Regions from separate parts of the Hordeum vulgare genome. Here region 1 is linked to region 2. Evidence: chromatin contacts called from public Hi-C data. All regions are on one chromosome and are shown on one strand. Each heading gives the region's core, a stretch centred on a gene start, on an enhancer-like site or on the middle of the called end of the contact. The rest is flanking DNA. Distances are from core to core; before and after follow the strand shown.

Region 1 (2,700 bases), core at 180-2,679, 180 kb after region 2:
CATTGTTGCCTCCATAGGAACTTGGGGGCGGTGCGTAGTCACCTGGAGGACCGCCATAGGATGGAGGGCCTTTAGGGGGAGCCTGTCCATAGCCACCGTCACCTTGGTTGTTCTCTTGGCCTCTTCCCCCATAACTGCCACCGCTCCCACCACGGTGGTCATCAAAACCACGGCCACTCCCACCATCACGATTATACCCTCCTCTTGCTCCTCCGGCACCACCATCACGACCACCAGAGTTGTAATCTCCATCACCTCTGCTGTAGCCACCGCCTCCTGAACCATGATCACCACCACCACGATTGTACCCTCCACCTCCACCAGACCTATCGTACCCACCGCCGCCGCCACCACCTCCACCTCCACTTGGGTTAACTGCCCCACACTTATTGCACTCAGTCCTCCTTGCAAAGTTCACATTAAGGCAGCTGCAACAAGAATTCATATACGTTTAGTCTCAACGATTGCATAGAAGATAATACACTCAGCATGAAAACACCTGGTAGTGTTTACAAAACTAGAGCCCACCGATGTTTCCAATAACTGAACAACATCGCAAAGAAATACAATGGTAAATTAAATGTATATGCTCTGGTGTAACAACCAATAAAATATATATATAACAGAGTAAATAACCAGGGCAAATAATGCTAGTATATCAACATATAGCCCGGCAATAATCTCAAATGTAAATTACAGACATGAATATCAAGGATCATAAGTTATGATTTTAAGGCCATAGGGCATCTAGCAGAAGTTGAAACTAAACCATCAGAATGGTGTGATGTTTGAAATTCCAGTGACCGCGCTACGGCATAAGCTCCCAACAATAAAATGTCATGAAAGTTCTGCCTAGCCTAAATCCCCACGACAGTTGAGAAGATCCCAACACCAAATCCTAGAGCGAGATAGCGAGAATTCGATACCCACCTTGCGTCAGGGCAAGTCCAGTCACCATCGCGTCCTCCCCCGCGCCCGCCACCTCTCCCGCCGCCTCCGCCACCGCCGCCGTAGCCTCCTCCACCACCACCACCCCCTCTCCCGCCGCCGCCGTACCCTCCCCCACCGCCGCCACCTCCATATCCTCCTCCGCCTCCACCGCTGCCGCCATATCCTCCACCACCGCCGCGCCCACGACCGCCTCCGCCGCCACCACCACCGCCACCTACGCAGACACGAAAAAGGTCAGATAAACGATCCAGGAAGAGGAGACAAAACCAATTCCGAGGATCCTGAGGCGACCTCGGCCGCCGTAGCCGCCGCCGCCGCCGCGGTAGTCGTCGGATCCGTACGACCCCGACATGGGGTCACGCCAAGCTAGGGTTTGGGAGTGTTGGAGAGGCCGCGAGGGCGGAGCAGAGTATTCGCGATGCAGGGGGGGAGGCGCCCGCTGTGGATTAGGGCAAAACAGTCGCGACGCGATTGCCGATTGCAAGAGCGAAACATCGCGAACATGGGCCGGATTTTTATTTTGAAGAGTCCTGTTTGATTCGGTTGCGCTGACCGACTCCGGCAGGCCTTCTCCTTCGACTGCATTCGGCTCGGCCCATTTAGATGTTTTGACGTGTGAAGCCCACTACATGACCGTCCAATCAATTTGTGTGTTTACCTTGCCTCAAAAAAAATTGTGTGTTTACCCCTCAAAAAAATATTACGTGTTTATTTGTCTTATCAAAAAAGTAATTGTGTGTTGTATTGTTTGTTTGATCTGTTTCAATTTTATATGACTCATCTTTAATTAGAAATTCATATAATAACCATGACGCAATTCAGCAACCGTGAAGTGAGTCGTAACATTTCTCTACAAGAAAAATAAATAAGAAACTTGCAGTTAATCTGAATCTTAATTTTAGAAGACAAATTCTATTATTTTTGCTGGAGCTGAAAGACATTTTTCACTTACACGGCATGCATTAATGAACAAGACTAGTGCAACTTCACATCGGGTCTTGCATGTAGGACACACCTCTCAAATATTTGTGGCTTATTTAGGGAATGTTAGGGAAGATGTCTAGATTGAACAAACAAACGAAGAATAAAGATCCATGACTAAAAGCTACATGTGGTTCTTTGAAGTCGGTGTCTCCAGTTTTCACCTTTTGCATATCTGCACTCCACCATAACATTAGTGAAGAAACCATAGAAAAGCTTTTCCAGGGAAAGAACTATAGAAGACAAGGCCTGCATACTAAATTAGCCTCAAAGATTTTGAAAAGAAGCACAAACCGCCCACCCAACCGATGAAAATATAAGATCATATTACGTGTTATGACCAAATACACATCCATTGACCCTTGGAACAAAAGTTGCCGAAGTGTACTTCGTCACCAAACTCACAGGAAACAGACTATGAGCACCCTATCACAGAAGAATAGAAGAAGAGTATCTTTAACCAAAGCATACTTCACAGGGTTGTCGTCACCGTTCACAAAACATATGCCGAAGCTCAGAGCAAAATTCATAAGATCAGGGTCTTATCACGTCAACACACTACGAGGGAGATAGGGCCTTTAGAGATTCGATCTATAAGCCTTAAAAACTATTTTAAAAAGGTATATTTTTGTAAGTCACACAAATGATGGGTTCTTAGTTCTACTCCCCCCCCCCCCCCCCCCCGCGCGTTCGAAAATATATGGTGTATTAATTTTTTTTGTTAGGTCAAACATTCTATATTTGACCAATTTTAAAGAGAGAAATATC
Region 2 (2,700 bases), core at 40-2,539:
AAGCGGCAAGGAAAAGCCAGTCTGCTTTCCTTCATGATGAGTTCCTGCATCAACCTTCACCGTGGTATTTTGTTGTCCATATTGGGTGACAAGATGACCATGGTGTGATTGCTTTCCCTGTTGAGGGGTGAACTGGAAGCCATGCTGGAGTTGGCCCTGTCGGGGGGACATTTGAGGTACTTGAGGCTGTGAAACTTGCACACCTTGTGAAGCCTGGGCAGGTTGATGAAAGCCTGGTGATTGTTGTGTGTGCTGCACTTGAGTCTGAGGCATCCTTGTTCCCTGCAACTGCTGACCTTGATTGTAAGAAGCATGCGGCATTTGTGGCTGCTGGCCTTGATTGTAAGCAGATTGTGGCATAGGCGGCCGCTGGCCATGACTGTAGGCAGCTTGCGGCATCGGGGGACGCTGACCTTGATTGTAAGCTCCTGGTGGCATCGTTGGCTGCTGACCTTGATTGTAAGCTCCTGGTGGCATCGTTGGCTGCTGACCTTGATTGGCAGCTTGCGGGATTGGCATCTGCTGACCTTGATTATACTGAGTTTGCGGCATTTGTGGCTGCTGGCCTACCTGGTATGAATATTGCTGCTGGGGTGGCATATAATGACCGTGCTGATATGGCATTGGCTGCTGATGCGCGTTTGGGTACTGATGAGCTAGGGGCTGTTGTGAACCCTGCTGGTTTGGCATCTGCTCTTGCTGCTGCTGCTGTTGATACTGAAACGGCGGTTGCTGTGCTTGCTGACCTTGATACTGAAACTGCGGTTGTTGTGCCGTCTGTTGCGGCTGCTGCTGCTGCGTCTGCTGCTGCTGCGTCTGCTGCTGCTGCTGCTGCTGCATGCCAGGCTGCGCGAAAGCCCCCGGCACTGACGTTGGCGCAGGAGCGGGCAAGGGAGGTGCGGCCGCACCCGGCTTGTCATACTGGGTGAGGTTTGTCTCGGGGTTCCAGTAGTAGAGCGTCTCGCCGTCGATTAGTGCCTTCCAAGGCGCGGGGAGCGTCGGGTCGTCAGGGGCGAATCGCGGGCCCGATGCATCCGCGGCAGCCTCTGCTCCCGCCATGGCCAGCGGCGGATCTAGACGGCGCACGCCCAGAATTTGCCAAGGTTAGTTCGTAACTAAACAGCCAGGAAACCAATAAACAGTGGACGAGTAAAAGCTCGTACCTCAATCAAAACCCCAACGGCCCGAAGATTGGGTCGCGGACGGGGCGGAGACGGCAGGCCAGGGGAGCAGCAATGAGGTAGAGCCCCGACGGCGACGGCAGCGACGCGCGTGAGGGGGACGCGCCGGCGGCGACGCGCGCGGTGAGGCGCGAGGGTTTGGGGGGGTGAGGCTTCGGCGTCGGCGTCGGCGGCGAGGGAGTGGCGTGGGGTTTGGGGGTGGGTGGGTGGCGAGGCGCCGGCGGTGACGGCGGCGATGGCGGGCGCGGCGGCAGCTCTAGCCGCTAGGGCACATCGGTGGCGAGGCTACGGGGGAGAGATTTTAGAGCCGCAATGGGGGGTTGGGTCGGGATTGGATCTTTTTTAGGTCAGGCACGGGACGGGATGGTGGGGGAGACCGCAGGAGATGGGTTTTGACGGCTCGGATCGCTCGGCTGTCTCGTGACCTACGGTGGATGCAGACCAGAGATTGAGTTCGACGTTGTATATCGGAAAAAAGGAACGGACGTCCTCAAATCTTCTCTTTTCGAATGGGATTTTTGCACAGCCCCTTTAAATCGTCCGTTTGAGAGTCTCTTCGGTTGCTTTTGTGTCATCCCTATTGCTGTTTTGTAGTTGAAATTTGTGCTCATGTCATCTTTCAGCAATCGTTGTAGAACAGAAGTGAAGCTTATTTCTATGTTGCACAAATATTTCAACATGCTTATATATTTTGTTATCCAACATATTTAAATGTACGCACGTATTTTCTGAGACTTGTGAATTAATGTCGAATACGTATGAGATATAATTAGTTTTCTCGGACTTGCGAATGCGGAATACCCATGAGATATTATTGGTTGTAAGTCATGTTGTTGAGCGATATTATGTTGTTGTGATGTGACTGCACAATTTTGTGATAATATATTGATTGCAAGTCAAGCAAATTATGTTGTTCATGTGAAGAATTGTTGCAAGATTAGATTTTTAACTGTTTTACACCATTTTAATTTAATATAGAAACCCCTTCCTGTCAAACAACGTTTTTGTATGGATGGGGATTTGAAGGATGTGTGGCTGGAGAAGGATTTGAGGTTTCAAGGGTTGGGTGGAAGAGGGGGATTCACCAAATCCCCTCAAATCCTCTCCTCCCAAAACCACCACAATCCCTTGCTGCCAAACAAGGCCTGAGGGCTTGTTCGGTTATGCAGGGTTTGAAGAGGTTTAACACGGATTGGAGGGGATTAAATCCCTTGCAAGTCAAAATCCCCCTTCAAACCTCCCCAATCCCCTTCAATCTGTGTGGTGAGGGGGTTAACCGAACATGGCCTGAAGCAACTTTTTTACTTTTTTTGACAGGGTTTTTTTCTTTAGAAACATCGAGTACAAAATCAACACTCACACACGCATTCATGCAACATGACAAAAATGTGTATGTTATGACGGGCCGCAAGTGTGATTGATGATATAAAAAGGCTGATGCTACAAATCAACTCGATGATTTCTCTAAGAAATCATGCGTCTGACCAACAGTCGATCTTGCTAGGGGAGGCCGTTCGAT

What was found. A called contact is a pair of places that touch in the nucleus more often than the background predicts.
Region 1: a Hi-C map of seedling shows a contact between it and region 2, with 7 times the contacts expected there. The contact joins the promoter of LOC123442858 here to the promoter of LOC123442857 in region 2. A contact is called at or near these places in 2 of 6 Hi-C or Micro-C datasets (leaf and seedling).

What each region holds. Positions count from the first base shown.
Region 1 is chr3H:38,839,373-38,842,072 of MorexV3_pseudomolecules_assembly, forward strand. It overlaps LOC123442858 (transcription initiation factor TFIID subunit 15b), which reads right to left and starts at 1,430. Exons shown (of 7, transcript XM_045119029.1): 1 at 1,172-1,430; 2 at 931-1,169; 3 at 1-428. The coding sequence starts at 1,303.
Region 2 is chr3H:38,655,272-38,657,971 of MorexV3_pseudomolecules_assembly, forward strand. It overlaps LOC123442857 (DEAD-box ATP-dependent RNA helicase 40-like), which reads right to left and starts at 1,290. Exons shown (of 9, transcript XM_045119028.1): 1 at 1,164-1,290; 2 at 1-1,073. The coding sequence starts at 1,059.